Linked DNA regions of Mus musculus: regions 2, 3, 4, 5 and 6 are each linked to region 1. Evidence: chromatin contacts called from public ChIA-PET and promoter capture Hi-C data. All regions are on one chromosome and are shown on one strand. Each heading gives the region's core, a stretch centred on a gene start, on an enhancer-like site or on the middle of the called end of the contact. The rest is flanking DNA. Distances are from core to core; before and after follow the strand shown.

Region 1 (3,599 bases), core at 748-3,247:
ATAGAAGAGACTCTAGGCTACAAAAATAAATCTTACTAAATTCAAACCAAATGTAACCCCAGTTCAATTTTAGCAAAAGATTTTAAATGCCTGCCAGCGACTCCAACACCTTCAGTCAAGAGGAAGTACGGCAGAGGGAGAGTTCCGGGGGTGAACAAGAACTGCAACACTGTCTTACTTTTACAAAGTTCATAAGAGCATATGGTCATGTAGACATATTGCTAAGACCCCTCCAAGGATCTTAGAAGGGGGTGCTGGCAATTCTGATTCCTGACACTGAAGCTTCACTGACTTCAGGTCTGGAGACATCCTTTGGTCCGTGACTCATAAAACATATTAAGGATTAAAGGAGATTTTTATATGGGTCATATCTGGCAGGATTTACTGTAGTGAGAGGTTAAAAAAATATATAAAATAGCTTTATTTGTGCATTTTAAAACAACTATATTACAAGTTAGCAGAAAAACATTTTTAATAAAAACATCTTAAGAGTATTAGTGGGGTGGCTGTGTGGTTTTTTGCTTTTTTTGTTTTTCTTCTGTAAATTCTCTTACTAGTGGCCTGGTTGGGATATGCCTCACACTTAAACCATGACAAAGGAGCAGAAGTCTCTGGAAAATCCAACTGTGTTGTCATTATAGCAAAAGAATCGAAATCGTCCTACAAAAACATTTTTGGCTCTACTGCTCCTGACTAGACCCACAGAGCCACACTTTTAGAAACCATTGCTTTCAGACGCCTGAAGCTCTTTGTCTCTCTGTCCCAGATAAGTGCCAATCAGTTCCATACTTTAGCAAGCAAGGAAAACTTTACAGTTTTAAACGAGTAACAAATGTTAGAAAAGTCTTTCTTTCCCTGACAGGAAGTAAATTATCTCTGGCATTGTCCTTATTGCCAGTAACTAAGGTTCTCTTCTTTTAGATCAAGACTAAACTCAAACACAGTTCGTGCCTTATATAGTGTGCTCAGTAGTATTTTTTTAAAGATTTAATTTTATTCATTTTAACTATACGTATGTGTCTTGTGTGGTTAAATACCGGTGTTCTTGGAAGCCCAGAGTTGTTGATCTGCCCGACCTGGGGTTTCAGGATGTTGTGAGCCACCACCCAGCACGGTGCTGGGAACTGAAATCTTAGCTGTGTGTGCCACATCTCCAGACTTACTGTTGTTGATGCTTGTTTCTGTGCTGGTTTGTTTGAGGCTAGGTAATAAAGTCTAAGGCCTTTTTTTTCCATGTTAGGTAAATGCTCAAAACCCAACATCCTGGTACACCCCCTCCCCAGCCCCATTATATGTTTCCATGCTCTTCCTGAATCCTAGGCATGTGCTAAGTAAGTGCTTTTTCATTCATTGTCTCATTGTTTCTCACAGCAAGCCTAGGGCCTAGGGAACAGATAATATTGTATTCCTTCTTTGCAGATGTAGCACCCAAGATACAGGGAAGTTAAAATCTAACTTTATACAGAGTGGGTTAGGATTTAACCTCAGATGACACTCAATTGTCATCTATTATTCACCCATAAAGTATGCGGGTGGGAGATTAAGCGAAATCCTCGTGTTCAAAAGTGTAAAAAAGACGCTTATTAAAGCAAAAACCCCTGTGGGCCAAGCCAGCCCCGACAGTCACCCCGGATACACCGTCTTGTTTCCCACTCCACACCTCCACTTTATTTCCTAAATTCTTATAAACTTCTCCTAATTTTGCACAACTGTCCTTCCTGATGGCTTCGATGGCTCTGAGACCCGCCGCTGACCCTGAAATGAAGGCGCTAAATCCTACAGGAACCCGGGCGGGGGTGGTGGTGGAAGCCCCATGGTAACCACGGGAACGGTGGCGTGGCAGGAGCTCTGCGCAGGCGCACTGCGTCCTCGCGTGGGCCAGCCTAGGCTTGGAACACCCCGGGCCTGGGCGACTCCCGGGTGGGTGGGAGGCTCGCCGCAAGCGCCTGCGCAGTGGCGCGGGAGCTGGTGTGACAGAGCGCACGTAGCGAGGGCTGCGGCCGCCCCCTCTCCGGCGCGCCGGCGCGGCAGGGGAATATAAAAGGGACGCCTGGCTCCCTCTACTGCCCAGTCGCACTGCCAGCAGGCTGAGGGCGGCAGGGAGCTAGCTAGCGGGGACTGCAGGCGACAGGACTGACCCGAGCCGAGCTGTCGCCTTCCTCCCGGCCCGCTATCCAGGTGAGGCGCTCCTCCGATCTTGGAGACGGATGCGGGGTCCCCGCGGGCAGCCGGGGTCCCTTCGCTCTGGAGTGGGGCTCAGCCCTTCTCACAGCCGCCCCCGGGTCTCCCCGAGAGGACCCGGCCCCGCACCCCCGAAGTCAGGCCGCCCCGGCGCTCTCCCAGCTTCCCTCGCCGTCCCCCCACCCCCGTCCTGCCTCTGGCCGGAGCGGCAGCAGCGGCTTGCGCCCCGCCCCAGCACTAGGACCTTCTTGAATGTTCCATCCCGGGCAGCCAGCCTCCCTGATGACTTGTGCAGCGGTACCTCGTCCGCCCCACTAAGCCGGGGGAAGGCGAGGGCGGACGGGCGGGGGTCTGGGCCGCCCGAGCCGCAGATGGTTAGCATGTGGCAGTGGAGAAAGCAGGCAGCGCTTGCAGCCGGGGGCTGAGTCTCTCCGTTTCGATCGCTCTTCTTCTCTTTTTCCTTTTCACTTTTGGAAAGTAAAGCTGGGAAGTGGGACCTACTCAGAAGTTAGGACTGAACTTGTCTGTTGCGCTTCTCGGCGTTGTCTCAGCAAGTAGACATAGCCCGGGGCGCCGAGTTTAGCTGAGAAGTTGCTGTCATTCACAGTTGGGGAAGCTGGCTTCTTCCTTCCTCTTCATCCCAGTGAATCACTTAAGGACACACGCGTCTGTCTCTGTATTTCTCTCTCCCTCTGCTCCTTCTTTCCTCCTGGTTTCCAATCTTGCCCACCTCCTCTGGTTCAGCTCACCCTGATGATCCCCTTTCCCTTTTCGTCTTTCACGCTCCCCTCCTCTTGCAGGGTCAACAAGTCAGTCCATTTTGGCCAAACCTTCTATGGTTGTGTGAGACTTTTAAACTGAATTTTGTGATTGACCCCAGATGGATGTTCAGTGTGGGGAAGGATGGTACGGTTAAATACGAGGTTGTTTCTCCTAGAGAGTGGGAATTTGGTACAAAGGCAGGCTTTCGGACTTAACATCTTCAGCTGACCATCCAAAATGAGGACTCTTGGGGTATTGCACCGTGGTTTATAGGGAAGAGCCTCCACAGAAAGGGATAGACAAGCTCCTGGGTTCTCTTTTAGGAAATGATTTTTTTTTTTTTTTTAATTAAAAGGAACCTGCCAGGTTCGACTTAACTCGAGAGCCATGGCTCTTGGACTTTTTCCTTGGAATGCACTCTGGAGGGATGGAATAGCCACTACGTGAGTGGGGGAGGGGGGAGACGTGGCAACGCTGTTCTTTCATCAACTTTTTTTTTTTTAAGGTTGAGGGGGAAAAAAAAAACCTCGTTTCCCTTCTCAGGTTTAGATGAAGCTTATGAATGGAACTTAGTCTTTTCCTAAAATAATCGCATAAAAAAATTACTCCTGCGTAGCAGGAACATTGGAAATTAAACTTTAAAAAGACACAAAAGG
Region 2 (3,599 bases), core at 585-3,084, 650 kb after region 1:
ACCCAGAGCCTCTGCTGTGACTTGGCTATGGTTAAAGTCTGTGTCCTGGAAGCATGCTTCGTAAAGTAGTGGCGTGGTAAGGCCCTTAAGGGCCTGGGTAGGGCGTTGGGCTCAGTTGGCAGACTTTGCCTTCTATGCAGGAGGCCTTGAGTTCAATCCCCAGTAGCACACAGAGCAGTCGTGCTGGCACACACCTGTGCCCCCAGCACTTGGAAAATGCAGGCGGGAGGATCAGAAGTTCAAGGTCCCCCTCAGCTTCATGCTCCATTTGGAGTCAGCAAGGGGCACGAGAAATTGGGTGTCAAAAAAAAAAAAATCAATAAACACACACACAAGTCAAACATTCATGCAATTAAAAAAAAATCTCTAAACAAACAAAGTGCTACAACTAACTAGGGCCTGGAGATGGGCTCAGTGGGGAAGGGCGCTTGCTGAGCTCAGATCCCTGGCATCCAGGAAGAAAGTGAAGCGTGGTCCTGTGCACCGCAGTGCTGGTAAGGTGGACCAGAAGCAATGGCATCCCTGGGCAGGCTGACCTGCAGCCTAGAATTGGGGAGTGGGACACACCCACAACACAGAGAGACTCCATCTCGGGAGTAAGGAGACTGTCAGAGGACACCTGATGACTACAGTCATCCCTGGAGCCCTGGAATCCATGGTGGGAAAGAGAAAAGAGACTCCCACAGTGGTCCTCTGTCCTCTCCATGCACACCAATGGTGTGCACATAAACACACACTAACTAGATGCAATAAAAAAAAGAGAGAGAGAAAGAAAGCACCTACTGGCAGGCCGGGTAAGGCCTTGCATTCTATCTGTAAGCACTGCCGTGGCAGAAAAATCAAATACACAAATAAACAAACACCACCCCACTCAGAAGGCTTGTATTCCCAAGTATCTCTGGAGAACTTGGCGGTCAAAGGTTCATTACCATGATGGTTTAACATTAGCTCCCAGCATCCAGAAGACAGGAAAACATAGAGATGCTGGCTAGTTATTTCCTGAACTTCAAGGATGTTTTGTTATGTGCGACACCAAGAACCCTGGGAGAATCTATGGAGGTGGCTGGGGACCACACTATAGCAGCCAGAGGTAGGAGAGACAACACTGTAGGGAAGCCAAGGCCTGTGAGGTCAGGCACTAGGACCCAGAGGCTGAGAGGGGAGCAGCCCCCGCAGGGTAAGTTCAGAGCCAGAACACAATGTTCTCAGCTCACCCACAGGAAACCCTGAAGAAGAGAACCGCACATGGCCTCTGCTGGGTGTGTTCTACTCTTGGCCTTTTATTCTCTCCCTTAACCTCGGTCCTCACTTTCACATCCTGTAACCTGCAAAGCCCACACACCCCACCCTTCTGAGCTGGTCCCAGGCCCCAGGAGAGCAATCAAGTCAGGAAGCCCAGGGTCTCTAACCTTGGTTTCCTGAATGGACCTTTGTGGCGGAAACTTTTTATAGTGCAGGAGGCAGGCTCAGACAAAGCCGCGCTTCTAGCTTTGGTGAGGGGAAACAGCTGATGGCTCTGTGCCTCCTCCTCCCTTCCTCCCCAAGGCCAGGCCCCACCTGAGACCAGTGAGGACAGCCACCTTTGCAGCATAGGTCACCCTGGGGAGCTGGGGCCACGTTTGCATCAGAACACCCTGTGATGTGGTTCCTAGTTTTTATTTCCACAAATGCTATGATATGTTGTCCCATAGTGCTATTTTTACTGAATTAAGAAAAAACAAAACACCAAAAGAACAGCAAATGTCTGCAAAACCAGCAGGCCTGGGACAGGGAAGGACAAGGTGAACTTCCTTTCCTGCAGCCTGCTATCTTGGTTTGTGGTCTGGTGTCCCTCACCCCCCAGATGCTATGTTCAGTCTTACTGTTTGCCTCTGTGTCTGTTCACTTCTTTGAGGCAGTGTCTCTAGGGGCCTGGACGAGCTGCTATAACCCATGGTGATAATGATGTGTCGCTGTCTCCCCCAGCACTGTTCTGACAGCCATGAGCCATAACAGCTGGCTATGTGAGTTTGTTGGGTCACAGAAGCACAGCTCTGAAACCTCTGCCACTTATTCTGGTGTTTTCTTAGTGACTTCTTCAAACATATGGCTACGCACTGGCCTTCTGGACCCAAGGATGAACACAAGAGAGCCCAGCAAGCTCCAAAGAAGTGCTTGCTAACTGTGCCGGTGTGTGTGCGCGTGTGTGTGCGTGTGCATGCGTGTGTGTGTGTGTGTGTGTGTGTGTGTGTGTGTGTGTACGCCACAGGACAGGAACAGAGCTGTGACAGGTTGCACTTGTTACTTCTTCATTTTGTGAGGCTGGCCTTGAACTTGTTACATAGCTGAAGGTGACCTTGAAAACTTGACCTTCCTACCTTTCCATCTTTCCATCCTGAGTGCTGCAGTTATTAGTACATGCTTGGGGCTGAGCCCAGGGTCTTGTGCATGCCAGTCAAACACTCTACAAGCTAAGCCATATCATCCAAGTCCCATTTTTGGCTTCTGTTAAACATACATTTTAAGCCAGATGGGGGTGGCTTTAATCCCAGTACTCAAGAGGCAGAGGTAGGCAGATCTCTGAGTTTGAGGCCAGCCTGGTCTACAGAGTGAGTTCCATGACAGCTAGGGCTACACAGAGAAACCCTGTCTGGAAAAAAACAAAAAACAAAAAACCACAACAAAACCTATGTGTGTGTATATTTTATATATATATTATACTATATATAATATACATATATATATATATATGTATATAACACATACACACACACACATATATAATGTGTATGAGTGATGAGTGTTTATCCAAGTGTCTGTTTGTATACGGTGCTAGTGGAAGTCAGAAGAGGATATTGGATCCACTAAAACTGGAGCTACAAATGGTTGTGAGCCACCCTGTGAGTGCTGGGAACCAAAACAACCCATTGCTCTGCAAGAACCGTACCTGCCCTTCCGTGCTGAGCCATCTCTCTAGTCCCCCCTCACCCCATTTCTGGCTTCTTTTTGTTGTTGTTGTTGTTGTTGTTTTTCAAGACAGGGTTTCTCTGTGTAGCCCTGGCTGTCCTGGAACTCACTCTGTAGACCAGGCTGGCCTCGAACACAGAAATCTGCCTGCCTCTGCCTCCGGAGTGCTGGGATTAAAGGCATGTGCCACCACGCCCAGCTCCTTTCTGGCTTCTTTATGGCCTGCATGTGAATCTCTGTGGGTCCTCACTCCAGTCCTGTAAAGAGATTCAACTAGGTTTTAGGATGCTGTTGTGAGAATTTTCTCCTGGGGGAGAGAAGGACACACACACACACACACACACACACACACACGCCCCAAGTGTAGTGTATTATTAAATCTTCCCCCCTCTTCATAAGGTCTCAATAACACAGTTGGATTCCACTGAGGTTCCCCCTGGGAATCAATGTGTATTAGGGTCACTTACAGAGCATGGGTAAGGTGGGTTACAGGCATGATCCTGGGTGACCCTAAGGCCACATCACTAGAAGGTCTGCACACAGCATGCTCGATGGCCTTCCTAAGCAGTATAGAATCTCCCCCCCCCCCCAGCCTGTGTACTCCAGCCCCTCCGGAGAAACACAGAGGTCACCTGCAAGTAGGGCAGAACTGC
Region 3 (3,599 bases), core at 798-3,297, 650 kb before region 1:
TAAAACAATCAGCCTGGGTTTGTCCCCTACGGACAGTGGGTAGCAAATATGGGGTGGCCTCACGGTGGCAGCACTGAGCTGGATGTAAAGAGATCTCAGACGGATCGTCACAAATACAATGGCTCTCAAAAGACTCACAGAAAATAGAAACTATTATTTAACACTTCCCCACCCTTCCTTCATGTAACTGCTGAGTTTCATGGCTGGGCAGCACAGCACACTGCAGACGGTCAACTGTCACCCTTCCCTACCTACTCTGGAGAACTATAGCTGGTCCCCGCTGCTGGCCAGCATCCAGAAACAAGCGAATCACCGGCCAGGGATAAGATTCAAATTCAAAACTCGAAGTACAATTTCTATTGAATTGTACAACTGTCAATCATTTGTACAGCATTATAAAGAATCTCTGGGGGATCCTCTATACATCTTTTCAGCAGACACCAAAACGAGACAATGACAGCAAGCCCCAAACAACGGAACAGACAGACAGTGACCAGAGAGGACAGACAGACAGTGACCAGAGAGGACAGACAGACAGTGAGCAGAGAGTAGGCATATTACTTCAGTAAGTTTCTGTTTAGTTTTTCCTCCCAAAGAATGCAACCTAGGACAGCCTCCAACAACAGCATCATAAGTGGACAGAGGAATGAATGCTGAGAGGAGACCCCCCTCATCCTGCTGTCATCTCCAGGGAGGGTGCTTATGTGGGGGCGGTCTCTTGGGACACTTCCTAACGTTAAGTCCTCGTAAGCCACTCTCTCAAAACATATCTTTAAAGGTTTTAAGCGATCATGACCTAGAATGTCTGTTGTACATCGGGACTTCTCTGTCCTTTTATGCCCTCTTGACTCTTTGATACTTTGAACAAACCTCAGTTTCACTCTGCATTTGAAGGTGTACCCAGGTGCCACTTCAAAACAGCAAGGTAGGGGCCCCAGAAGAAGTAAAGAAGAAGTTGGCCCTGCCACACTCCACCACCTCTCTCTCTCTCTCAACTATGATTTCAGTCTTGAAAAGGGGGACTGTTTCCCACTGACTGTCTAGCAACCTGACTGACCAGGTCTTTGGCCCTTGTCACCTCTCTTGCTTTAGCTGTCCCCTGGTGATGTGGATACTCCAGCAGTGACCTCACCTGCTGCCCCATCTGCCCTGAGATCACACATTTTGCCTTGCAGGAGTTTCTTACCGCAAAGGCTGAAAAATCCAACTCTACTCTCTGCATGAGGCCCTTCTACCCCAGATGCCTCGGAACACTAAAGGAACCTTTGGCTAGAAATGAAAACCTCAAGTGTCACAAAGACCTATCTAACACACTCTCTTCCTCTTCTCCGACAACATAGGACTATGGCATTGGGTCTCAGACTTGATTGGAAGCCTGCCTGAATGGCCTCTTAAGACAATGAGCTACTCTGGGTAGAGGCAGGTGACGAATGCCACTAAAGTCCCAGGTGCCTCTTGCCTTCTTCTGTGAGCGAGTTGGAGAAACTCCGGTCCTCTCCCCAGATGGCAACACGTGTTTTAGTAGCACAAGTACTGTCTGTGACGCACAGTTTGGCACTCTAACCAAAGCGCACTCAACAGCGGAATGAGTTTTCTGATATTTTCTTCAAAACAAAGAAACAACCTCAAGCCTGTGAACTTGTAGCACAGACAGACACACAAGTAATCAGTAACGCTTGTCCAAACGCAACCCAAAAATGACATGCATTTCAAAAATGTACCCGAGATCCTTCCTAGCCAAGGACACCTCGGTTTCGTCCACAGTTGAAGAATACGGAAAACCAGAAGTGAAAGAACCAAGGTTTACCTGGTACCCGAATGAGGTTAGCTTTTCCCAGCAGAAGATGGGTCTACGGAGAAGGCGAGCAGGTAAGGGATGGGGGGCAGGCTTCACAGGCGTCCGTCGGTGTCCTCTCAAAAGCAGAGCTCCACAATCCTGGGGCCAGCCGGGTGACAGCGGCCAGGCACACCTCTGCTGCCAGCGCAACTAACTTTCTATTTTGAAGGGCTCCCGGGAACTCGCTCTTGACTGTTCCCGGTCTGGACTGCGAGTTTACAAACAGTCGAGCGGAGAGGAGGCCCCTCGCTTCAAACCCACCCGCGCCACCTAGAGGCCGCGCCAGGCATCGGCAGTGCAGGAGCCTGGGCACAGCCTCAGGCTCTGCCGCTGAGTGCACCTGGCTCCACAGGACTTCCTGCCCCTTAAGGGACAAGCTGGAATGTGTAAAAAGCATTGAGGTTTTTCCTTTTGGAGTGCGTGGGGGTCTTGCTTCTATCAAAGCAAGTTGGGCCTTTGGGCACAAGAATAATGAAAGATGAAATTTGCATTAAGTTATCATTAATCAGAACTTAAGCACAGCCCCCTTCCCCACAAGATGGTTATAGGTATGATGAATACTGCTGTATCCATTCACGCTCCTTCATGCAGCCTGGAATACACTTGTACATATTTCCAATCTCTCTCCTGCTCACCACAGATTTGAGTCACCATTTTCTCCTCAACATCTTCTCTCCATGTCATTCCAGGTAACTCAATATAGGCTCCAGACAAGTTCAGATAAACATATCTAACTCTTGTAACTACAGTATGTGCCTCATATAAATACAGACTCTACCACTCCAGAGACGTGCACATACCTCACAGAACTCTTGATAGCCCTATGTATCCTTTACATTTCCAGATAACTATATATGCTCCGATAACCTCATATACCCCATGTGATTTGATAGCAAGGAAACGTTAAATGCAAACCTTTTGGTATTGATCAATTCTCTTTCAAAAAATAAGTTATCTGGAAAACACCCAGCCTTAAAAGAATGTAACAGCCTCATTCCTTTCTCCCTCAACCTCATGGTCCCCCGCCACAGTAAGGAGTGGAAACAACAGGTTGTTGTTGTTGTTCTCTTCCTCCTCCTTCTCTTCCTCCTCCTTCTTCTGCTTCTCCTCCTCCTCTTCCTCCTTATTTTCTTTCTTCTTCCTCCTCCTTCCTTCTCTTTCTCCTTCTTCCTTCTTTCTCCTCATCTTCCTTCTCTTCTTCCTCCTCCTCTTCCTTACCTCTTTTCTTCATCTCCCGCCTCCTCCTCCACCTCTTTGTTTTTTTGGAAACAGGGTTTCTCTGTGTAACAGCCTTAGTGATCCTGGAACTTGGTTTGTAGACCAGGCTGGTCTCTAACTCGCATAGACCTACCTGCCTCTGCTTCCCAGGAGCTGGGACTAAAGGCAATTGCTGGCAAGCCAGCCTAGGAGTGGAGCCTTCTATATACTCTGCTCCCGTCCTGTTCCCTCTGCCTTAGATACACTGGAGAAAGCAGGACTCTCAGTAGAGAGACAGATGGCAGAGTACAGGCTTAGGCCGAGGATCCTGAACTTAATGATTATTGCTGTGGGAAAGCACAATGCTCTTTTCTTAGCTTGCTGACCAGTGTGGACAACTCATCCAGACAGTGCAGGCGCCCTTGAGTGTTCAGGCTTGGTTAGCTACGTTCCCCAGGCTGAACCTACAGTGAGTTAGTAATAAATGGAAGTTTATCACATCGGGGAATCCAATGCAAGCTACTGAGCTAGTCTTCCCTGTGGAGTGCACTTGTTATTTTGAGAG
Region 4 (3,599 bases), core at 583-3,082, 610 kb after region 1:
TCCAGACAGCCTGCTCTCATCAGTTTTGGCGTGGAGGCTCATTCACACTCAGCGTTTGTCAAGGGTTTGGGTCTTAGGAATCCCCCAACTTCGGTCTCCCGATTCTTTCTACTGTAGAGCATATGACCACTGTGTGGCAGGTCCTGGAAAGAGCAGGCTCTGTGCCCAGTGAAAGAAACCGGATTTTGCTCTCTGTTGCTGTAGCAACCACATCTCCCTGAGCGTTTTCTCATTGGCTACTAAAGTTGACACCTTGTCTATGCCACCAGAAGGAACCAATCAAAAACAGTGCGTGAGACCAAGCTGGGTGCGGGTCTGCACCCTCAAGCCAGCTGTAATATGTGGATGTCAGTAGGGCCCTGGAGCTGGGAGGGCAGGGGTGGGGGGAAGCTTGGGGGGGGCGACATCTCTTCCCACGCTGAGCGGGGTGCAGGGAGTGGGTAGGAGGGTGGATTTCTTCTAGACAATCCAGATGGATACTGAGGCCGTGGTTGCAAGGTTGGAGAGTCCGAGGCCAGATGAGGAGGGAGTGTAAAGGAAGGTGATAAGGGCCTTTCTTCTTCTTCTTCTTCTTCTTCTTCTTCTTCTTCTTCTTCTTCTTCTTCTTCTTCTTCTTCTTCTTCTTCTTCTTCTTCTTCTCCTTCTCCTTCTCCTTCTCCTTCTCCTTCTCCTTCTCCTTCTCCTTCTCCTCCTCCTCCTCCTCCTCCTCCTCCTCCTCCTCCTCCTCCTCCTCCTTCTCCTTCTTCTCCTCCCCTCCTCCTCCTCCTCCTCCTCCTCCTCCTCCTCCTCCTCCTCCTCCTCCTCCTCCTCCTTCTTCTTCTGATTTTTCGAGACAGGGTTTCTCTGTGTAGCCCTGGCTGTCCTGGAACTCACTTTGTAGACCAGGCTGGCCTCGAACTCAGAAATCAGCCTACCTCTGCCTCCCAAGTGATGGGATTAAAGGCATGCCGGGCTGATGATAAGGGTTTTACCACCCTGGGTGACTGGTTCGAATCCTTATCCCCTTGTCGTTTCATGACTTCATACAGTGACCTATTGTCTCTGTTTCTCAGGGGCGAAGGAGGAGTCAACACCTCTTACTTTATTTTAATCCTCAGAATAAACATCCTAAGAACGTTTTGTTTTGTTTTTCAAGACAGGGTTTCTCTGTATGGCCCTGGCTGTCCTGGAACTCACTTTTTAGACCAGGCTGGCCTCGAACTCAGAAATCTGCCTGCCTCTGCCTCCCGAGTGCTGGGATTAAAGGTGTGTGCCACCACGCCTGGCCTAAGAATGTTATTTTGTTTGTTTTGTGTGCGTGTGCGTGTGGGAGAGGGGGAGAGAGAGAGAGAGAGAGAGAGAGAGAGAGAGAGAGAGAGTTGGTTGGTTGGTTGGTTTCGTTTTTTTGAGACAGGGTTTCCCTTGTGTATCCCTGAACTCTCTGTATAGACCAGGCTGACCTTGAACTCATAGAGATCCGCCTGCCTCTGCCTCCTGAATGCTGGAGATTAAAGGCATGTACCACCACTGCCTGGCTCAAAGAATTTTTGTTTTTTTAACTCTCTCAACTGGACCCAGCAATAGAGGAGTGGAACCTTCACCCCATTGTACAGACGAAGACACTGAGGCTCAAGGTGAGCCCAATACCCAGGCAGTAGTCCATGGGTATCTGGGGAAAGGAATAAGAAATGCCATTCCCAGCTCCACCCACCCTGACCTCAGTCGGCCTGCCAGGAAGGGCAGTTCGTGCCAAGACTGGTGGTTTCCTTTAGTCAAACTGCGTCAGACTCTCTCTGGGGGGTTAACCGACAGGAACTGGTAGCTCAGCCTTGTGAAAGATCAAAAAGGGGACACCAGGCTTCTGGGCACAGTTGAAGCTGTCCTTCAGCCCATACGTGTGCTCTGTGGGAGAGGCTGCTTGGGGTGAGCCCTGGACTTGATATTGAACAGGACCTTTCTGTGAACTTCACTTGCCTTAGCTGTAACTAAGGCTGATTTTTTTTGTGGGACATGAGTGGCTCATGTCTATAATCCCAGCACTTGGGAGGCACAAGAAGGGAAGGATTGCCACAAGTTCAAGTCTGTCCACACCTACATAGCAAGTTCCTGGACAGTTAGGAACACATAGGAAGGCTGTCTCACAAAACGGAGGGGGGAAGTAAGGATTATGAAGATTAACTCCGAGGGCCAGGGGTATAGCTTGTTGGTGGAATGCTTGTCTAGCACATTCGTGACCCTGGATCCCATCCCCAGCACGATTAATTAGTTAGGTAATTAACAACTTGGTAGTTCCATTGGTAGAGTGTGCTTGTCTAACATTTATGAATTCAAATCCAATGCCCAAATTCGAACCCTAGCACTCAAGAGATGAAGAAAAGAACAGAAACTCAAGGGCATCCTTGGCTACAAAGAGTTTGTGGTCAGCCTGGACTACATAAGACCCTGTTTTGCTGGGCAGTGGTGACACACACCCTTAACTCCAATACTCAGCAGACAGAGGCAGGTAGATCTCTGAGTTTGAGTTTGGAGCCAAACTGCTCTACAGAGCGAGTTCCAGGACAGCCAAGGCTACACAGAGAAGCCCTGTCTCAATCATTAGCATCATCACCAACACCAACACGCACAGGCTTCTTGGTGTGGCCTGTGCTGGTCAAAAGTCAGGAAGGATGCTTTCCTGGACCTCAACCAAACCAAAGAAACTTCCACCCAGAGGTCTTTGGGCCTCACTTCCTGGGGCCGGTTCTCCTTAGTAAACAAGGAGGCCTCAGCATGCCACAGGCTGGAAGGTTCAGTGCTGGGGGAGGGGGGGTTGTTTGTTTGTTTTTGTTTTTGTTTTTGTTTTGAAACAGGGTTTCTTTGTGTAGCCCTGGCTGTCCTGGAACTCACTCTGTAGACCAGGCTGGCCTTGAACTCAGAAATCCATCTGCCTTTGCCTCTCAAGTGCTGGGATTAAAGGCGTGCGCCACCACTGCCCGGCTCAGTGCTAGGTTCTGATCAACCTTTTTGCCAAATAGTCATTCCTTTCTCCAGTAAAGGAAAAAGGAAAAAAGAAGAGAAGTGGAGAGGAGAGGAGAGGAGAGGAGAGGAGAGGAGAGGAGAGGAGAGGAGAGGAGAGGAGAGGAGAGGAGAGGAGAGGAGAGGAGAGGAGAGGAGAGGAGAGGAGAGGAGAGAAAAAAAGAAAACCCGGACACGCCCACTTTGCAGACTGCAGTTCAGAGAAGTTGACAGTGCACCAGCAGGGTTGCTCAGGATTGCTCTACAGTATGTGCTGCAAATGCCTGACTCAGCTGGCTCAGGGACAGAGGGACCTCTGGAACTTTCTCAGCAGGGCATCCTTAAATCCTGAACAGACCCATTTGTCAAGTTGGAGCCAGGATGGTGTGCTGGCTATCTAACCCCAGCGCCCTACTGGTTCACTTTGTCCTTAATGGGGGCTGGCCTGGCACCAAGCCCCTGGGGGCAGAGGTCACCTTTCCTGACCTCCAGTCCCCAGCTCTTCCCTTCTGTGCCCAGCATGGTCCTCACCTCTGCTGCTCTGCTGCAGTTCCTCTTGTGGGAGGGCACTGCAGCCTTCCGGAGCTAAGTTAGTGCCTACAGCCTTGGGGGGCTATCCCACACTT
Region 5 (3,599 bases), core at 561-3,060, 560 kb after region 1:
CAGCTCCCCTCTGCTCCGCACTTACATCTTGGTGTATCTAATCCCATGGTTTGCTTTAAAAGCATTCGTGACTGGTAAGACGGCTCAGCAGTTAAGAGCACTAGCTGCTCTTCCAGAGTTCAATATCCAGCAACTACACGGTGGTTCACGACCATCTATGAAGGGATCTAATGCCCTCTTCTGACATGCAGGTGTACATGCAGAGAGGGCATTCGTACATTTAAAAAAATTCACATCCGTTGATAATTTTCAAAATTAGGATTCTGCTCAAGCTTCTTGTTCTGTTATTTTTGTCTTGGTGGAAAGGGGCATTGCTGGGGAATTAAAGCCAGGGTTTTACACCTTCTAAGCATGGTCTCCACCGTCAGCCCTCCCTCCGTCTTCCCTACACCGTATGGTTGCACAATCCCGATTGCCATTCCCATCGCCAATACATCCTCCCTATATCAAACATCTAATATTCAAACTTCTCAGAGGGAGTTCCGACCCAGCTAAGTCTCCATGGCAGTTCTCCCAACACTCACCCCTCCTCTTCCCCTGCCCACCTCCTTTCCAACCCTGCTCCATCCCTCCCTCTACCCCTGTGACTATTTCATTTCCTCTTCTCAGTGAGATTCAAACATCCTTTCCTGGGCTCTTTTTGTTACTTAGCTTCTTTGGGTCTGTGGATTGTAGAATGGTTATCCTGTACTCTATCTATGGCTATAATCTACTTATAAGTGAGATACCATGTTTGTTTTTCTGAGTGTGGATTATCTCACTCGGATGATCTTTTCTAGTTGTGTGTGTGTGTGTGTGTGTGTTTATATGTTTTATATGTTTATGTTATATATTTATGCTTTATATATATGTATATGTGTGTGTATCTGCAACTCGATGAATATATATTCACCGAGTCTCACTTGATTATAACAGCTGCTCTTTAACTTTTGTTTGTGTCTGTTTCTCGAGACAGAGTTTCTCTTTGTACCTTTGGCTGTCCTGGAACTCACTTTGTAGACCAGGTTGGCCTTGAACTCAGAGTCCTTCTGCTTCCCAAGGGCTGGGATTGAAGGCTTACACCACCATCGCATTGCACCCTTTAACATTCATTTGGTTTATTGTAGTTTCTTGTGAAAGACCATAGTGCAAGGGCTAAGAAATAGCCAGGAGATTTAGCCTAGTGGAAGTCATTGGCAACCTTCACTAAGTTGCTGTCACTTAAGTGGGAGGTAGGCTGAGCTGCATCCTGACTGGTGTGACTCTGTAGTGACTCCTGTAAACTCCTCCTTAATCCCCGCAATAACTCACAACGAAAATCCTTATGCGGAGCCTTTCCATCTGTTATTTCCTCCAGTCGAACCACCCTTCCTCCAATCACATGTTCCTGTTTCTTTAGAGTTCAGAGCCTGTAAAATGAGTTTCTGATATATTAAGCTATCTTAAATGGTAGCCCTCCCTTCCATCCCTCTACTTTTCGATATTTGCCTTGACTGTGTCACTATCTGAATGTTTCCGTTTACTTGACTTCTCCCCACCCACGAAAGCTCTGTGAGGACACGGTTTTGTTTTGATACCACTGCCACATCAGACAGCAGCGTCTGACAATCGGTAAACATCTGTACGATTCACAGATAGTCGGACTGGAACGCAGAGGCTACCACCCGAACGTGCGCGCACACTCAACTTCAGCATTTGCGCTCTAGAGCGCCCGCGCGTTCTAGCGCCTCCGAACCGAACGCCCCTTTCTTAGGAGACATACGGTAGGGCTTCCGCCCGGGTTCAACCCTCACTCAAATCCCGGGAAGGAGGGGCGGAGGGTTATGTCATCCTTCCGCGCCGGCCTGCCCCGCGACGCGCCGGCGGCTGGCGCAGCCCTTCGCTCGCCCGGCCTCCCCCTCCCTGGTTCCGTGCTCGGGTTCCGCCATGGAATCCAACAAGGATGAAGCCGAGCGCTGTATCAGCATCGCCCTCAAGGCCATCCAAAGCAACCAGCCCGAGCGGGCGCTGCGCTTCCTGGAGAAGGCGCAGCGGCTCTACCCGACGCCACGAGTCAGCGGTGAGTGGGAGGCGCCGCAGGGACCGAAGGGGGCATTAGCACGGATCGGGGGACCACGGGAACGGACCGACGGGAGCAGTTGGCGGAGGGGGGAGGGGTGGCGAGGCGCGGCTACGCCTGCGCACTGGCGCGCGCGGGTGCTGCTGGGATTCGTAGTCCAGCGGTGCCGCGGTCTCTAGGATGCTGGCCCCCTGGAGACCCCCGAGGGCCCGGCTCCCAACCCCTTCCCAGTGCTTGTGGAGGCCTCTGGAATGTGAGGTTTCTGGGAAGGAGACGCGCTGGGAGACCCGGTGAAGAGGACTCTTGTGGACGCGAAAGCGAACTACTTCTCCCAGAGGGCTGTTCGGTGGCTCAGGGCCACTGGCCGGCCTGGGAAATATTATAGTTCAGGAAAATAAACATAACTATTCTAAGGGAGAATGGGTTCTAGAGAGGGAAGGAATTCATTCGCTCCAATCAGAGAACCCTTAGCGAAATAAGACATTCCAACTCGCAGTCCTTCCTGCAGTCTCTTGAAAGCGGTGTTTCGGAGTGGATGGATTGTTGAAGATCCCAGTGTCAGCCACCCTATCCCACCTTCTTCCTCAGCAAGCCCGGGTGGCGGGTCTTATGGACTGCTACGGCTGCTGAGCTCCAGGTAGCTAATAGCCTAGGTCTGAGACCTCCCAACCCAGGGAGGGAATAGTGATCTTGTCTTCGCTACCCAATCGTCTCACTTTACCTGGTAACCTCCCCCTCATTTTTGCGTTTGTAACCGAAGTGACCAAAGAAAATTTTAATACCAGCTGGGAAGGAGAAAGACACAGGATTTGTTTCTGTGGAGTTAGTAAACTCTCTGACATGTAGCAGACTTTCAGAATTAAGAGACCCACATCTCATCGTGAGCTTGGGTTTCCCCATCTGGAAGTTCAGGAAGTTGGAACAGATAATGTATATAAACAAGAATACCCATAGTGCTTTTCTGTGTAGAAAGTTCTTTCTCGTGTGTTTTGCCACCTGATCCTGTAAAGTCAGGAAGACAGAACACCACCCTTCTATCTTCTCAAGATGAGGAACTAACTCATCGATAAGCGTCTTAGGATGTGACACAGCTAGAAAGTGGAAAACCCTGAGATTCCATACGTGTTTATTAAAATGAAATGAAGACGCAGCAGCCAGCCTCTCACCTTCCCTGCCCAGGTTTGGAGTGCTGACCTTAGAGGCAGCTGCGTTCCTGAACTTTCCTCCCTCCTGACTCTGCAGGTTGATCTTTGGTCTCTTTGCCTCTGCTAGGAGAGAGTTTCGATCTGCTCTGGTAACTGCTTCCCTATGGGATAATTCCCTTTTTATAAGTGGATAGCACCAGGCGGGGTGCAGACTGTCAGAATTCTGATTACTGCTGGTAGCCCAGGAGCAGTTAAGAAAGCTGATGAAATAGAGCTTTAGGGCATGGCAGAGGCCACCTGTGCTAGTTCAGGAATCTAGATAGGATGTCATTGCAGGGCTTGCTCTGTGTGTGTGTGTGTGTGTATTCATGTGTTCATGCTCATGAGCGGATAACTTGGTGGAGTCGGCTGTGTCT
Region 6 (3,599 bases), core at 693-3,192, 510 kb after region 1:
TGCGTTGTAAGAGTTCTTTATAGAACTCTGGATACAAGTCCTGTATCAGAAGAGGGATTTTCAAATCTTTTCCTTCAGCCTCTCATTTGCAGTTCTCTGGTTTGGAAGCGCTCTGGTTTACCCATCTTTTGTTCCGGTTTGGTTTGGTTTGGGTGTAGATTGTGCTTTGCCGTGTTATGTAAGAACTCTTGCCTCAGTTAACCATAAAGATATCCACTGTTTTCTTCTAAAAGTTTCTTGATTGCTTTTACTTCCAAAAGGTAGTTCACTTCATTAATAACTCCATGGTGTTAAATGCATTTTTACAGTGCCTAGGAAAATCTCTACCTCCACAAGCTACTATTAACCTTCCCGTCTTTTCTGAGTAGCCTAGCCTTTGGGAAGGCCATCTTTCCTCTTACTAATTAGCTAGATTACAGAACAGTTTTCCATAACCTCCTCCATTTTCACCCTCCCCAAAGAGTATCCAGAAGACGCCACTGCCACCAAGCTCGGGGGGGGGGGGGGGGCACTCCTAGCTGCTGTGACACCAGTTCCATTCACAGCCAATGGATCGTATGTGAGCTTTAGTCTTCCTGTCTGAACAACTCAGCTCACAGTAAGCGTAGCCCCGAGCTTCTACTTTACATCCACAAAGCTCATGGTGTAGTCTTCTTTTGGTACATGTATGTGTGTGCACACGCATGCATGACCTAGCAAGTATATATGGAGTAAAATTCAACACCAAGTGTCTTTCTTGTTCTATCCCTCTTTACATATTTTTGAGACAATGACTCTCATGTCAATTAGGATTCACTGGTGTGTGTGTATGTGCATGTGTGCCCACGCACACGCGTGTATGCACACACGCAAAGCAGTTACTGAAGAGTTTTGTGGTTGTTGTTATCGCTCCTTTAAGAAGGCCAATGTAGGGCTGGAGAGGTGGCTCAGCGGTTAAGAGCACTGACTGCTCTTCCAAAGGTCCTGAGTTCAATTCCCAGCAACCACATGGTGGCTTTTATACCACATCTGTAATAGGATCTGATGCCCTCTTCTGGTGTGTCTAAAGACAGCTACAGTGTACTTGTATAAATAAAAATAAATAAGTCTTTAAAAAAAAAAAGAAAAAAGCCAATGTAGCAGGGCAGTGGTGGTGCATGCCTTTAATCCCAGCACTTGGGAGGCAGAGGCAGGCGGATTTCTGAGTTCAAGGCCAACCTGGTCTACAAAGTGAGTTTCAGGACAGCCAGGGCTACACAGAGAAACCCTGTCTTGGGGGGAAAAAAAAAAAAGGAGGAGGAGGCGGCTGCGGTGGCCTATGTAAATTACAAGCCCCATAACCTCAAAGCCTATGTCCAGTGTTGTTTGATTTCTCTTGCTGTTCTTGGCAGAGAGCTAACTGATAAGTAAGTGCTCAATAAATATTGTTTATTGCGTCTGTACACTAAAGACAGCCTTATATATTAGATTCAGCAGTGTCACCGGGTGATTTGTGTCCCACTGTTTGTCTAAATCATGTTGAATAAGATGCAGCTTGTCCTCCTCCACAACTCTGTCCTTCAGGAAACTCAGCAGCAGAAGTCTGGTCTCGCTCTGTCGTATTTGATGTTTCACAAAAAAAGAAAAACCAGGAAGAAAAGAAAAAAATTAGTAAACATCATAGATCCTTTGTCAAACTAGAAAGCATTTTCTCTACCACATCCTCTCTGTTTTATGAGTCCTAAGTCAGCCTTTAGTCATCAAACCCTTTCCAGGCTGAGGCTGAGGATGCAGCCCAGGGCTAGGTCACTCGTCCAGCATGTACAAGTCCCCATCTTCGTTCCTCAGCCCTACAAAATAAAACGAATACAAATGTAGGGCAGGCAGGCAGGCAGGAATACTCAGCAGATGAAAGTGCCTGTCGCACAAGCATCATGATCTGCGTTCAGTCCCCGGAGCCCACGTAAGGAAAGCCAGCAGTGATAGCACAAATCTGTCATTCCCAGCACTTAGACACTGAGGTGGGAGGCAGAGACAGGGGAATTGCTCAGAATATCTCAGGGCAGCTAGGCTGAAATACAGATCAACAGAAACAAGAGAGATCTGGCCTCAGCAAGACAAGAGAAAGAGAACCAATTCCTGAAAGCTATCCCCCGGCCTCCACACACACACCGTGGCACATGCACATACACACAATAATTAGTGCAATTTTTTAATGCACAAATGTTGGAGGTTTTATGAAACTGGGTCTCACTGTGTAGCCTTGGCTGGCCTAGAACTCACCAAGATCCACCTGCCTCAGAGCCTCCCAAGTGCTGAGATTAAAGGCATGTGCCACCACACCCTGCTTAAAGTTGTATTTTAAGATTTTATTTATTTTTATTTTTATGCATGCTCATTTTGCTTGCATGCTGATTTCATGCACCATTTGTGTGCCTGTTGTCTGAGGAGGCCAGAGAGGCCATCAGATCCCCTAGAGCTGGAGTTACAGTTGTAAGCCACTGTGTGGGTGCTGAGAGCCAAACCTGGGTCCTTGGCAAGAGCAGTCAGTGCTCTTAAGTACTGAGCCTTCTCTCCAGCCTTGAAAGTAACAACAACAACAACAAACCTCCCCCCATACACCCCTTAATTGTGGTTGTTGTTGTTGTTGTTGTTTTGTTTTCTAAACAAGGTCTCACCATCCCAGGCAAGCATCCCAGGCAAGCATCAAATTCAAAATTCTCCTGCCTCAGCCTCCCGAGTGTAAGGCCTACAGATGTGTACCACCACGGCTTACACAGATGTGTACCACCACACCTTACACAGATGTGTACCACCACGGCTTACACAGATGTGTACCACCACACCTTACACAGATGTGTACCACCACACCTTACACAGATGTATACCACCACACCTTACACAGATGTGTACCACCACACCTTACACAGATGTGTACCACCACACCTTACACAGATGTGTACCACCACACCTTACACAGATGTGTACCACCACGGCTTACACAGATGTGTACCACCACGGCTTACGCAGATGTGTACCACCACACCTTACGCAGATGTGTACCACCACAGCTTACACAGATGTGTACCACCACACCTTACACAGATGTGTACCACCACACCTTACACAGATGTGTACCACCACGGCCTGTAGAAAGGAGTGAGGCAGAATGGGTTTCCTTGCCTTGGTGACTGGTTGGTTCATGCCTCGGTGGACGCTTGTGTTGCTTTCTTCTTCACTGATCTGTTGACGGAAGAAGGAAGATGGTGGCAGTGTACATCCAGTGCAGATACAGTGAATCTGTGGAACCTGTGCTTCTAATCCAGTGATACACTCACCTACAAGGTGGATACTAGGGAATGCTTCCATTACCCAACACCCTGTAGCACCGTATGAGCCGTAAGCCCCAGCTCTGGGCAGCCCAAGTCAAGGCCAAGAAAATGACCTGGAATTAGGGTCTGCAAAAGTTATGCCTTTGGATACGTAGAGGTAGGTGCCCCATGAGTGTTTAACTGAGTGCCTTTGTTCACAACTCTCCAAACCTGAAGAACACCCCTTTCTGAAATCAGAAAACAGCTTGCAAGGGCCAGTGAGATGGTTCAATGGGTGAATGCCCTTACTACTTTACCTGGTGACCTGAG

What was found. Promoter capture Hi-C pulls out the DNA fragments that hold promoters and counts their contacts. ChIA-PET counts read pairs in DNA pulled down with a chosen protein or histone mark.
Region 2: an RNA polymerase II ChIA-PET map of memory CD8 T cells shows a contact between it and region 1, with 78 read pairs. The contact joins the enhancer-like site here to the promoter of P4ha1 in region 1. A contact is called at or near these places in 9 of 39 promoter capture datasets (the 3T3-L1 cell line, 3T3-L1-derived adipocytes, the C10 cell line and 4 more), 5 of 115 datasets of contacts at active chromatin or transcription factors (embryonic limb bud, large pre-B cells, memory CD8 T cells and 2 more) and 3 of 9 other capture datasets (adipose tissue, embryonic stem cells and liver).
Region 3: a contact with region 1 is called in a promoter capture Hi-C map of hippocampal neurons, with 3 times the contacts expected there. The contact joins the promoter of Edar here to the promoter of P4ha1 in region 1. A contact is called at or near these places in 3 of 39 promoter capture datasets (cranial neural crest, hippocampal neurons and stem cell-derived epiblast-like cells) and 1 of 115 datasets of contacts at active chromatin or transcription factors (astrocytes).
Region 4: an RNA polymerase II ChIA-PET map of memory CD8 T cells shows a contact between it and region 1, with 5 read pairs. The contact joins the enhancer-like site here to the promoter of P4ha1 in region 1. A contact is called at or near these places in 2 of 39 promoter capture datasets (both in hippocampal neurons), 1 of 484 Hi-C or Micro-C datasets (muscle stem cells) and 6 of 115 datasets of contacts at active chromatin or transcription factors (astrocytes, embryonic limb bud, embryonic stem cells and 3 more).
Region 5: a contact with region 1 is called in a promoter capture Hi-C map of hematopoietic stem and progenitor cells, with 13 times the contacts expected there. The contact joins the promoter of Dnajb12 here to the promoter of P4ha1 in region 1. A contact is called at or near these places in 25 of 39 promoter capture datasets (the 3T3-L1 cell line, 3T3-L1-derived adipocytes, the C10 cell line and 16 more), 2 of 15 datasets of contacts at CTCF or cohesin (CD8 T cells and the NIH/3T3 cell line), 16 of 484 Hi-C or Micro-C datasets (Th2 cells, bone marrow-derived macrophages, embryonic stem cells and 11 more), 46 of 115 datasets of contacts at active chromatin or transcription factors (the 230-238 cell line, CD4 T cells, CD8 T cells and 32 more) and 4 of 9 other capture datasets (adipose tissue, liver, macrophages and 1 more).
Region 6: a promoter capture Hi-C map of hippocampal neurons shows a contact between it and region 1, with 5 times the contacts expected there. The contact joins the enhancer-like site here to the promoter of P4ha1 in region 1. A contact is called at or near these places in 24 of 39 promoter capture datasets (the 3T3-L1 cell line, 3T3-L1-derived adipocytes, the C10 cell line and 12 more), 1 of 15 datasets of contacts at CTCF or cohesin (the NIH/3T3 cell line), 6 of 484 Hi-C or Micro-C datasets (B cells, the G1E-ER4 cell line, bone marrow-derived macrophages and 2 more), 22 of 115 datasets of contacts at active chromatin or transcription factors (the 230-238 cell line, the NIH/3T3 cell line, astrocytes and 15 more) and 3 of 9 other capture datasets (embryonic stem cells, liver and macrophages).

The regions. Positions count from the first base shown.
Region 1 is chr10:59,321,299-59,324,897 of GRCm38.p6, forward strand. P4ha1 (procollagen-proline, 2-oxoglutarate 4-dioxygenase (proline 4-hydroxylase), alpha 1 polypeptide) reads left to right here and starts at 1,998. Exons shown (of 15, transcript NM_001316371.1): 1 at 1,998-2,178.
Region 2 is chr10:59,973,082-59,976,680 of GRCm38.p6, forward strand. No RefSeq gene overlaps it. Among named protein-coding and RNA genes, the nearest start is that of Ddit4, 23 kb to the left of the region's middle. Within about 2 kb of position 1,835, at least 196 of the 459 cell types and tissues checked have an H3K27ac peak or open chromatin away from gene starts, as enhancers often do. A contact at or near this core is called in adipose tissue, embryonic limb bud, liver and 4 more, where this site is marked.
Region 3 is chr10:58,673,649-58,677,247 of GRCm38.p6, forward strand. Edar (ectodysplasin-A receptor) reads right to left here and starts at 2,048. Exons shown (of 12, transcript NM_010100.3): 1 at 1,808-2,048.
Region 4 is chr10:59,930,954-59,934,552 of GRCm38.p6, forward strand. No RefSeq gene overlaps it. Among named protein-coding and RNA genes, the nearest start is that of Ddit4, 19 kb to the right of the region's middle. Within about 2 kb of position 1,833, at least 136 of the 459 cell types and tissues checked have an H3K27ac peak or open chromatin away from gene starts, as enhancers often do. A contact at or near this core is called in embryonic limb bud, hippocampal neurons and memory CD8 T cells, where this site is marked.
Region 5 is chr10:59,877,773-59,881,371 of GRCm38.p6, forward strand. Dnajb12 (DnaJ heat shock protein family (Hsp40) member B12) reads left to right here and starts at 1,811. Exons shown (of 9, transcript NM_019965.3): 1 at 1,811-2,038. The coding sequence starts at 1,906.
Region 6 is chr10:59,834,034-59,837,632 of GRCm38.p6, forward strand. All of the region lies in intron 9 of Micu1 (mitochondrial calcium uptake 1), which reads left to right. Among named protein-coding and RNA genes, the nearest start is that of Gm23803, 18 kb to the left of the region's middle. Within about 2 kb of position 1,943, at least 13 of the 459 cell types and tissues checked have an H3K27ac peak or open chromatin away from gene starts, as enhancers often do. A contact at or near this core is called in cerebral cortex and hippocampal neurons, where this site is marked.